2 separate regions of the Columba livia genome follow, and region 2 is linked to region 1. A link is a contact called in public Hi-C data. All regions are on one chromosome and are shown on one strand. The core of a region is the stretch at or near the end of the contact, and the rest is flanking DNA. Distances in the headings are between cores, read along the strand shown. Region 1 holds the start of KIAA1614 (KIAA1614 ortholog). Region 2 has its middle 15 kb from the start of IER5.

The links. A called contact is a pair of places that touch in the nucleus more often than the background predicts.
Region 2: a Hi-C map of liver shows a contact between it and region 1, with 2.1 times the contacts expected there. The contact joins the enhancer-like site here to the promoter of KIAA1614 in region 1. A contact is called at or near these places in 2 of 2 Hi-C or Micro-C datasets (crop and liver).

Annotation. Positions count from the first base shown.
Region 1 is chr8:7,725,410-7,731,185 of bColLiv1.pat.W.v2, reverse strand. It overlaps KIAA1614 (KIAA1614 ortholog), which reads right to left and starts at 2,735. Exons shown (of 10, transcript XM_065071812.1): 1 at 1,810-2,735; 2 at 1-110. The coding sequence starts at 105. It overlaps XPR1 (xenotropic and polytropic retrovirus receptor 1), which reads right to left. Exons shown (of 15, transcript XM_065071815.1): 15 at 2,889-5,776.
Region 2 is chr8:7,765,670-7,771,214 of bColLiv1.pat.W.v2, reverse strand. No RefSeq gene overlaps it. Among named protein-coding and RNA genes, the nearest start is that of IER5, 15 kb to the right of the region's middle. Within about 2 kb of position 2,059, at least 3 of the 3 cell types and tissues checked have an H3K27ac peak away from gene starts, as active enhancers do.

The DNA of each region.
Region 1 (5,776 bases), core at 1,486-3,985:
GGGGCTGTGGGTGGCCTCAGGGCGCTCCGGGGGGACGGGGGCTTGGCCATGCTGCTTGGGGGGCCGCAGCACCTGCCGCGTCTCAGTTGATGAGCCCCCCTCCATGTGCCCTGTGGGGAGAAAACCAGCATGGGTGACCCCCCCATGCTGTCTTCAGCCTCCTCCTCCTCAGCACCCGCCTTGGCGCCTCCTGCAAAACCAGCATCTCTCCTGCCCGCCCTGAGGCTCTGCAGGGAGCAGAGTCATTGATGCCCATGCCCAGGGGACAAGGTATGTGGTGGCACTGCAGTGCACAGCCCGTGGGGAAGGGGACAGGGACGTGGCGCAGCACAAGGTCACCTACAGCACTGACACCATAGCAGCATCGCTCTGGGGTAGGGGACACAGGGCAGCAGTGGTTCCCCAAAGCGGGTGGCCGGGGGCTGAGCAGGAGCGTGGGTGCCTGCCCGTGCCATTTCAGGTGCCCTGGGGCACCCAGCAAAGATGCCCTTCAGGGAACTGTCACCCTCAGAGCCAAATCAGGGCCTCAAAACCCCAAGAGCCATCATCCCACACGGACACAACTCACCAAAGGTGCTTCCAGACAGACACCAGCCCCCGCTCCGCCCCGGCCTCCAGGGTCACACGTGTCACCCGTACTGTACCAGTATTACGGTCCCGGTGTCAGCTGGGTGCTGCTGCCCCCCTGCACCCCCCCGGGAGCATCCCCTGTCCCTGCTGGTACCCCCCGAGGAGCCTCTGCCATGGTTGGGGCTGCGGGAGCATCCCCAGGGTACCCCCACACCCCCCTGGTCACCGCAGCCCCTCGCTGCCCCGGGGCAGACCAGCGGCAGGACGGGGCATGAGTGGGAGGCGAGGGTGTCCTTACCCCTGGAGCAGCATCGGGAGAGGGCTGGGAAGAGGGAGAAGAAGGCGGAAGAAGGGAAGGAAGCAGGGAAGGCAAAAAAAAAAAAAATAAAAAAATAAAAAAAAAAAAAAAAGACGAACCAGCAAATCCCAGCCCCTTCAGCCGAGCCTGAGCTCAGCCGCTTGGCTGGGCCATGGGGCCGCGGCAGCCCTGCCTCCCGCCCGGGCCTCCTCTTCCTCCTCCTCCTCCTCCTCCGCACGCACCCCACGCTGGGGCACCCAGCCAAATCCTGCCCCAGCCCCGACTCTAAACCGCCTGCCCCCCAAATGGCCGAGGGGTGGCCCCAAAGGGTGATGCCACCATGACGGAGGGGACCATGCAGAGGGGGAAACGCAGCACCCCGCGCTGGGACACAGGGACGCCCGGCTGCCTTGGCCGGCTCTCTGGAATGTCCTTTGTCTGGGCTGTGGGTTTGGGAGCGAGCGGGTGAGGGCAGCGTCCCTCCCCAGGCCTGCTGGGGGGGCACCGCTGGGAGGTCTGTGCTGCACGAGGGGCTGGGGCTCCAGGAGGGCAAAAAGGGTGAGGAAGGTGGTCCTGCCGTGGTCAGGGTGTTTTCTCTAACAGCCTTCAGACTGGCAGCAAAGCCTCCCAGCTTTGGGCACCCTCCTGCGAGCATCACGTGTTTGCAGACGTGCAAAATGTTCCTGTTTTCCAGAGGCCAAATCCTGCCCGGACCCCCTGGCAAGGCGAGGCCAAGGGCTCCAGACCGAGCATCTTCTGGGGGAGGGTGGTGGGAGCTGAGCTTGGTGTATCCATCATCATCATTATCATCCCTAAAACCAGTGTGCAACACGCACCCCACAGAGCCACCCACATCAAAACCCCATCCCCCGTCCTCCTCCCCGCCGAGACCCCACTAAACTCGTAAGGCCGGAGCGGGGTCCTGGGTGGGCAGCACTTACCTGGAGCCACGGGGGCCGCCGTCCCCGGGGGGCAGGACGGGAGCTGCGGGGGCCATGGGCGTCCTGGCCCCACGCTGGCTGCTGCTTTAAGCCGCAGCTTTTGATTTTTGTGATTGGTTTCATAATCCCGATCAAAAGGAAATCACCAGGATTATGAAATTGTTTTAATCCTCCCGGGCTCTGGCCACACTGACCCCTGCCAGCACGAGCAGCAAGAAATCAGTTTTATCTTCTTAAAATGTCCCCTACCACCCCAGTGGCCCCACATTGTCCTCTGGCTGCTCCCAGGAAGGTTTGGGTGGAAGACGCTGGGACCCATCCTTACCTCCATGCCGTCCTGGAGAGGGATCCCGGCTCCTCTGCCGGGGCTGGGGAGGTGAAATTCGCCTGGGAGATGTTGTCCCCATCAAGCTGGGGACAAACTGCCCACTGAGGTGCCAAAGTCACGGCAGGCGGGCTCCTGCCACCAGGCAGGGAGCCGCGGGCAGGATTAAACCTCTGGGATGCAGCTGGCGTGAGCAGCACCAGGCTTAGAGTGATTTCAAGGCACCGGGCTCTCTCTTCTGGAGAAAGATTGATTGCAAGAGATGATGATTAAGAGATTTAAGAGAGTAAAATGAAAGCACAGACCCCAGACAAGTCAGGGTTGGGGCTGCTCAGCCTCAGGTCACCCCTGTGCAGGCAAGATGACACCCTGAACCAGAGACAAGTTGGAGAGAGGCAACCAAAGGCTCCCAAAGAAGGACCAAGAGCCTTCTGGTGGTCCAGCACAGTCTGTGCAGGAGGGTTCCTCCAGCATCACTTGCTGTGCGTTGGGTTTGGGCCCTCAACACCTTCCTGTGAACCCCAGGCAGGTTGGGAAACCCTCCTGCCCACGTCCTTCCTCCAAACACCTCCACCTCTTCCCAGGACACAGGTGTCCCCCACCTCCGGCCACCGGTGACAGCGCACAGCTCCCGAGGGCGCAGGAGCAGCATCCGTACAGACCAGTGGGAGCAAATCCTTCCTGGATGGATGCAGCACCAGAGGTGGGATGTGGGAAGAAAGACACACAGACCGGGGACAAAAGAGCCATCAGATCATTGGAAAACAAAGAGCTTGTAATAATGAAAAAAGGACAGATTTCGTAACCAATCACTTTTTCCTTTGAAAAACACAATCACAGTAACTTTGCTTTATACAACCACCTAGAAACTATGAAACAGTATCACATTGTGCATTATTTTTTTTTAAACCTACTTATCAAGAAGGGTATTCCACACTTCAAAAATTATATCCATTTGGGGAGGAAAGAGGAGACAGCTAATAGCGCAGTCACAGATACATCATGAGTCCAAGCAAGCGGCAATTCTTTGTCCTCACCTTTTCCACTTAGCCAAAAAAGAAGAGTGGAGAAGGGGATAGCAAAAGAGAAAGAAGGAGGAAAGAAAGAAAGAAAGCACCCACAGAGGACTAATCACACTCCATAATTACTTTTGACATCTACAGGGCTTCATAGAAAGATCATTTAGACCAACACAGCAGGGAGGGGAGAGGAAGGCGGCAGCAGGACCAGGGGGAACTTTGGCATTTCTACCCCAGGTCCCTTCCAGTCGCCGATCCTTTGCCAGGACCTACAGGATGGGGAGGTCACCACAAGTTCTACCAGGCTGCCCAATTTTCTCCTCTGGAGCAAAGAGCTTGAAATTTTGGTTTCTAGAGCTTGAGGGACCGTCAGGCCATGGGGCATCGTCCCAAGCAGGGTCGGTGCTTCTCGCTCATCGCTCCAAGGCTGTGCTGGGGCCAGGGCTGGGGCATCAGCATCTGGGTACACCAAATATCACCAGTCCTCTCCTCTCCTCTCCTCCCCCTGCAAACACCACATTTCTCTTGCAGCCAGGCTGCTGCAGCAGAGACCGAAGCCTCCGAGGGATGCGGACACCCCAGTGTAACCCCACAGCGCTGGCGGGTTGACAGCTCATTCCATGGGACAGCATCACAGAAGGGAGGCAATGTTTGATGAGGTGACAGCCACCGAGCCCAACCGTGACTGCTATAGTTACCACAGGGATTTTCCAGTATTCCCCTCAGGAGCCCCGGCCCCTCTTTCCCAAGGAGACAAAGCAATCCAATCGCCTTCTGAAATAAAAATGTAAATTAAAAAAAAAAAATTAAGGCAGAAGATCATCTTCCCCACTGCGAGTGCAAAGCAGAACGGTGGAGAAGAGGAGGGAGGACACAGGGCCAGGATGCAGCGTGTGACCAAAGTGGCTTTTGTGTTCCCAGGGGGACCCGGGTCGTGTCCCAGTCCCGGGGCACATCCCAGCGCGAAGGCCTGACGTCAGGTCCACAAACGCCCCAAAAACCTGGGGTGCATGCCAGAGTCAGGCAAGCAGCATGCGGCAGCATCCTCGCAGGGTAAGGCCAAAATCACTCGGCTGTTCAAACCGCAGGCAAAGCTCGAAGGCTTTTTGCCATGTCCCTGGCTCCTCGGGAGATCTGCAGTAAAACCCCCAGGGACTGTCATCTCCCCAGCCCGGATCGCACTCCACAAAATACTCTCTTCCTCCCCGTCAAAGATCTTCACACTGAAGGCTGCTGCCGGCCATTCCCTCTTGCCCTGCAGACCATCAGCTTAGGACAAACGGCAAAGACACCGACTGAAGGAGGAGGAACAGGAGTGGGCACCTGCAGTATACAGCACAGCCCTCCCCAGGCTGGGGGACCCGGCATTGCTGGTGACAAGGTCCCAAAGCCACCCAGCGAATGCCAACTAGCAAATAAACCCTGGATGCTGCAAATCCAAACCCCCTGCAACCCCAAAAAACCCTGGAAGAGCAGGAAGGATGGAAAGCAGCAGGGACATCAGCATGAAGCAAGTTCAAAGGGAATCTCCAGAAGTCACCGGCCACACTGTGGCATCTCCTCTGCATCTCCATCTGCAAAGGTTCCTGCCAGCCAAAAGCGGCTTCCATGCCATCCTGAGCCAAACGCAGCCACAACCTCTGCACTGACTCGCAAGAAGAGGGGAGAGCTCAGCACCCGAAAGCTTCACAGCAGGCAGAGCACAGACCTGTCTGAGCTTCCACTTTCCATCCAGCTACATCCCAGCAGCTAAAACGCTGGATTAAAGAAAAATAAAAACTCTTTTTAACTCTGCTCTCCTCCCTCCAGGAGTGTTTCCAAACACCCCTTAGCAAAACCTGCTCACAGAAGGAAGCCACCCCAGGCCACTCGTAAGGAGGGATGGGGTCATTTTCTCTCATCATTTTCTCTCACCATCTGCTCGGCTTCGTTAGGTCTCCCCTTTATTGGCCAGATGTTCTCAGAGATGCGGAGCCATCCCAGATTTAGTGCTCGCTCTCAGGAGAAATCTGCACGTCTGATTTCTCAGAAATCTCAGGGAGGGAGGGAGGGAACATGCAGATACAGGACTGGGGAGCTGGGAGCCTCCAAAAGCCTCCAGGAATTCAGGCTCCTTTCCTCCTAGAGAGCATCTTCACTGCCAAAAGGGACGATGTTTTATTTTAGGAGATAACATTTGCTAGCTGTAGCATGTCACCACCCTTTTTCTTATTTCTCCTGCGAGCAAAGACAGAAAAAGGGAAGGGAGAACGCAGAGCAAGGAGCAGAGCAGATGGACAGACTGAATTCTTGTTTCCCCATGGGCTTTGATAAACTACAGAATAGGCATTTAATTACTTGTGACTTGACCCTCCCCACCAGGTTGGGAAGCAGACGGTTGGATGGCGCAGGTGGGACACAGCCCACCCAAACCATGCCCTGCTCTCCCCATCCCTTCCAAATGTCTCTCTGTATTTTTCCCTTCCCTCTAAAAGGATGAATTACCAGTAAACTCTGCTTCTTTTTGTAAAGAACCACCTGTTCAAGGAACAGCACTGGTTTATTTTGGATTGCCCTCCTGAAGGTCTGGCTTCTCTCCTCTCCCACCGCTCTTGTTGGAAACACCTACGCGAGGTCTGGAAAT
Region 2 (5,545 bases), core at 810-3,309, 41 kb before region 1:
AGGGAAGGAGCAGGCTGTCACCAGGGGTGCAAGGAGCTGAGGTGACCTGGGACAGAACCGACCATGCCACCATGGCAGGGCTGGGATCAGAGCCTAGCTCGGTGCTGGGCTCATCGGGCGACACCTCCCGTCCCCAGGGAGGGACATGGGGACACAAGAGGTGGCTCCTTCCTCCTGCCACTTGTCAACTTGTTTATTTTTAACAGCCCTCCCTCCTGCTTAGATATGAACCCCCACACACACCCCCTGTAAAATGCCTCCTGGTGCTCTCCCAGCACCAATCAGCCCCGTGCCACCACTCTAACCCAGGGTGGCCGGTCCCTCCCCGCCTGGCCACCGACCAGGGACATCACGTCACACTCTCCTGAGCTGACGGCAAACACTCTCTCCATTGCCCTTTCCAGGGAGGGAATTTCAGCAAGCCCAGCATACATGGGGCACTGCCCGGGACAAGGTCGAGCAGGCAGTGTGTGCAGCCCCAGCCATTTGCGTACAAATTGGCTTTTTAGCACAAAATGCATCAATTCTCCCTGGGGAACCCCAGTAAGGACAAGGTGAGGAGAGAAAAAAAAAAAAAAGAAAAAAGACCCAGTTCCTTCCCCTGTCCGTCTTTCCATCTGTCCTGCCTTCCCACGGGAGCTGTGCCTTCCTCCATATGTTGCTTCTCCCAGCCTCTCCACTGTGCCAAGGGACCACAGACTCAAATATTCCCCCCAGAGCAAGCGGGGCTGCAAACATGAGTTTGGCCACCCCTGTCCAGCCTGCACCCTTGCCCTGGGGGCTGCCAACATGTTCAGGCCTGGGGCAGGGGTGAGATTGGGGTCCCGCTGTTTCACACTTGTTCCAGAGAGGTGAGGGTGATCCACTGCCCCTCACACGTCCCCCCATCCCCACAGGACTATTGCTGCTTGTTGATGTTGCGCTTGGGCTCCTGTAAAGTGCTGCCCTGGGCTGGTACTAGGTGAAAACAATACATAAATCCCTCTTGTCTTAATACTACCAGCCGCATTGCCATGGAGACATAACACTGTGCTGCTGCCATGGCTCTCCTCTGCCCGGACGTGTGAGGCAGGGATGCTCGGTACCCCCAGCACCACGCCACAGGGGCAAACCTGCCTCCTACCCCAGCTTCTGGCTCGGCGCTTTCATCGCCCCATGGTCCCACCACCCCTGGCACACCATGGGATGGAGTGAGCTGGGATGGTGAGCCCACCTGAGCTGCTCGGTGAGCAGGTTTGCAGGAATAAACCTGGGGAGCTGAGGGGGACGTGGCCAGCAGAGATTTCTTTGCCTCCTGCTGGTGAAATAGCCGCTTCATCCCCCTCTTTTCTAGTGATGCTCCGGCCACACTCTGGCTGGGATCCCCTAATCCATGACGGATGTGTGGGGGATGTCACTGCTGCCTGTGCCATGGTGCCCGCATCCCTCTGTTTACTCATGGGGGAGAACAGGGTACCCTTGGGACTCCCACAAACCAAACCTGGTTTGGTATTGGGGCTCCCACCTCTGCATCCCACTCCGGACATGCTCCCTCCTTCCTGCCTTCTCTCCCCCTTCCTGCCTTTCCCAGATTTCCGAGCCAGCCACGTCCTTCCTGCCCTTCTCAGCAGGGCCAGCGTGTCTCATCCACCCATTGACTTCTCCATTTCCCTCCCTCTTCTCCTTTTCCCGCTTTGCTTGACCCAGGGCCACAGACAGAGCCCAGAGTTTGCCAAAGCAAACAGCAGCAGGAGGAGGAGGAGGGCAGCTGAGGCCGGAGCAGGCAAAGGGCAGAGTCCAGCGGCAGACCTTGCCTTGCTGCTCTGGGGTGGGGAGGTTCCCTTTGCTTTTTAAACGCTCTGAGCTGGCTCCGTGCACCCTGGAGCTTGGCGGGCAGTGGGTGTCAGAGGCGATGCCTCGGCTGATGCCTCTCCTGAAAGCAATTTATAGCGAGGTCTTTTCCTCCCGCTCTGCTCGCTGCCAGGAAAAGCAGCAGGAAAATATTTCCCTGGGAACTGTTTTTGTTCCTTCCTCTGTGTCTGTACGCATGAAGCTCTCCTCCGCCTTGGACATGCCTCAACCTGTCCCGAGGCTCAGATTAATCCCCTGCACCACCAGGGACGACAGCTGAGGTCAGATGCTGTCAGCAGAGGCGAGGAGGAGGAGGAGGAGACCTTCCCCCTATGAAACCACACATGTTCCCAACCAGAGCAGTGAGCGTGAAAAACAGGCAGCCAAGCCTGCTTCTCCTGAGCAGGATGTCACCCTGCAACGCGGTGGCACACTGGAGCATCCCGCACTGGAGGGAGAGCTCGCTGCCGGAGGTGCCACAGCAACACAGCAGAGCCTAAAGCCTGGCTTAAAGGAAAGGCTGGGCTGAGCTGGGGTAGCTGCAGGCAGCAAATGCATCTGCAGCCAGGCAGGTCGCAGCCTGCCAGTGCCTCCAGCCGTGCAGCTGGTGGGGAAATTGGGATGGAGGGAGAGCGCATCCACCACAAAGACAGTCCTTTGGTGTGCAAAGCACTCAGAGCAAACAGGACAAGCTCAGGAGAGCTCAGCTCTAGTAAACCATGCTCTACAGCCCCTGCCCAGGCAATTTGCCTTCCTCTCCTCCTGTTTTCCCCTCTACCTCGCATGAGTGCCTGGGAAATACATGACAACTGACTATTCATCTGCACTCCAAGCCCTTCCCTCCCCCTCTCCCCAGGCTCCATCACCAATAAATCACCCCGCTGGGAGAGAGGGCCAGAGGCAACCAGAGGCACAAAACCTCAAACAGAGCTTTCCCCCCCCGCCTGCTCTCCCAAGCAGTTCTGCATTTCATTACGGCGGCCAGGCCAGCCCTCGTCCAGCTGGGGAGAAGGAGCGGGGGGGAGGCCCTACAGGGTTTGCACATCGGGAGCAGAAATCACAACCAGAAGACCAGGAGAACGGAGTTGTTTGTGCTTGTTACCGCGTCTCGGCGCTCGCCTGGCGCTGACCCTGCCTCCAGGACCTGTGCTGGCCTGGAAAAGCTCTTTTCTCTCGGGATCCCTCCGTGCCAAGGCAGCTCAGGGCATCTTCCAAGCGCTTTCTCCCCCCACCAGCCACCCCCTCGCAGTGCCAACCCCCCTTTCTGCCTCGCAAAGGCGCTTGGACGCTCCTTGGAAGAAGCCCTGGGGTTTTCTGTGAGCCTCGCCAGCGGGCGCAACCCTGCCAGCAAACTTCACCGCCTTCCCCCTCCCGCTGCGCAACCCCCCCGGGCCGGGAGCACCCTGCCCAGGCAAACACCGAGCCTGTCCCTGCCCGGGGGGAGCAGCAAGGACGAGCCCCCGCTTCTCTGCAAACACCCCACACAGCTCTCGCCTTGCCCGGCCCGCTGGGGACCTTTGAGGGGGCTCCCTCCACCCACCCTAAATATGTATTGGCAGAGCATCGCCGGCAAGCACAGTACATTGGAGACAGATGCGAGCCCCACAGCGGCGCGAGGATCCAGACGTGCCTCTCTCAGCAGCCTTCGGAGCCATCATTTAAGCAAGAAGTACTGCGCCACAGGACTTCTGCACCCCTCCCTCTCACCCAAAACTTCTTGCTCTGGGGTTTAGCACTCGGCAAATCATCCTCTCCCCACCCCAGGGCTGCTCCCGTGCCTCCCCCAGCTCCCCAGGCGGGGAGAGGCCCCCGCAGGCGCGCAGCCCCGCGGCGCTGGCCTCCCTCCCTCCCCGCAGCTCGCCGGATTCCTGAGCGCTGACACAGGATTCTGCGGCGATGAGTGCACAGAGCCTTCCTCCCCTGCCCCAGGAGAGGACGGACGGGTGGGGGTAACGCCAGGTCGCATCAGGCCAGGAGGGAGCAAGAGCATCGGGAGAGATATCCGGAGCCTCCTGCGAGCCCCGGCCCCTCGGCTCCCAGCCCTGCGGCTTCCTCCAGCCCCTGCCTGGCGCCTGTCCCGGGCCAGACGTCCGTCCATCCCTTTAAAGGCTGAGATGATTCACACCATTAACACTCCCTTATTGGCAAGAGCCAGTTTTAAATCATTCCCACTCGCCAGAAGGTATCCCCGTTGCGAGCCACGGCTCATATACAACCAGTGATCACTCCTGGCTGATTAGAGCAGGGGAAACGTAAAAGCCTGCCGTTCACCATCCTGCCCAAACATCACCTGGGCAGCCACGCTTTCAGCATCTATCCCACCCTCTGGCTGTGCCGAGGGATTTTCCCAGCACCTCTCCTCTCTCAGGGGACCTAATCTGATCTGCGGGGATCGCAGCAGCCCAGGCAAACACTTCCGACAGCTCATTGCTATTATAGGAAGGTGAGGATCCTGCCATTTTGCTATGAAGTCATATCCTCCTCGACCCCATGAGGTAGTTTCCATAGGAGTCATCCTCTCTTCCAAGCGATGGAAGTTTTTATTTTTATCTGGCTTATTTATGTACTTTTCCCCTGCATCGGCATCAGCCTGAGAAGCAGGTTTGGGTTGTCAGCCGCTCCTCGATCTCGTTCCCCCTTCCTTGCTCTGCTGTCCCACCCCATCACCCTCACCTCTGCGGCGATTGAAAAGCAGCGCTGTGAGCAGAAGGAAAAGTCCAGGGGTTGAAGCAGCACAATGGAACAGATTAATTAAGGAAAACAGACCCTGTTTAGGTAAAAGTGATTATAGGATTTAATTTTTTTTTTTTTTTTTAAAGGGAAGGAAATAAACAGAAAAGAAGAAAAGTTGATTCCAAAAGTATCAGCATAATGATTACTGGTGTTTTTTGAGACTCGTTTCCCAGCAGCAGTGCAGACCCCTCTATATCGAGCCAAAGCTCACTGGCAGCTCCCTCACCTCGGTTATTTTTCCCAGCCCCCTCAGCAGCAGCCACTTTGACTCCCTGGGGACACATGCATCCTGGGGAGCAAACCCCACACGTTACAAAAACACAGCTACAGGAACCATGCTGGCGCAGCAGAGACGGCTCCGGCAGCCGAGGGAGATGGACTGAGTTTTTTGGGAACCTGGCACTGTGGTTACCAGCCAGTAAGACAGAACTTGCTCTGCCTCAGCTCCACGGAAAGGTCATGCCAGCCAGAAGGAGCTGCGCTGGCACCTCTGAGCTGTCTTTGTTGTATTTTCAGAAGCCAACAGCAATTAAGGCATTGCACAACTCCTCTCTGGACGATAAAATAGATATAAGCGCTGCTGGGTATCTGTGCCAAAGGGAGGTTGGGTCTTGTGTGCACAAGGACACCAGAGCCACACAAACCCACTGGACCAGATGTTCTTCCAGCAGTTTGATGCCCAGAAAATCATTAGATAGAGCAAGCTGCTCCCCCTCAACTCCCCAGGAGTGCCTCCATCACATTTCAGTGCTTGGGAGCTGACAGCAAGCCCTGGGCAAAACCATCTGCTTCCACGGAGATACTGTTTCTGAACTTGGAGCAGGACTGCAGTGGTGCCTCACCTTGAGAAGAAAGCCGTGCTTGTACAGGAGCAGGAGGTCATTTCCATCCCCCAGCCCAGCTTCAGACCCACATCAGCAACTCATGTCTTCAGAGCAGGACCTTCTTCTGCAAGGGAGCAGGAGGAGAGCTGGGGACAGTC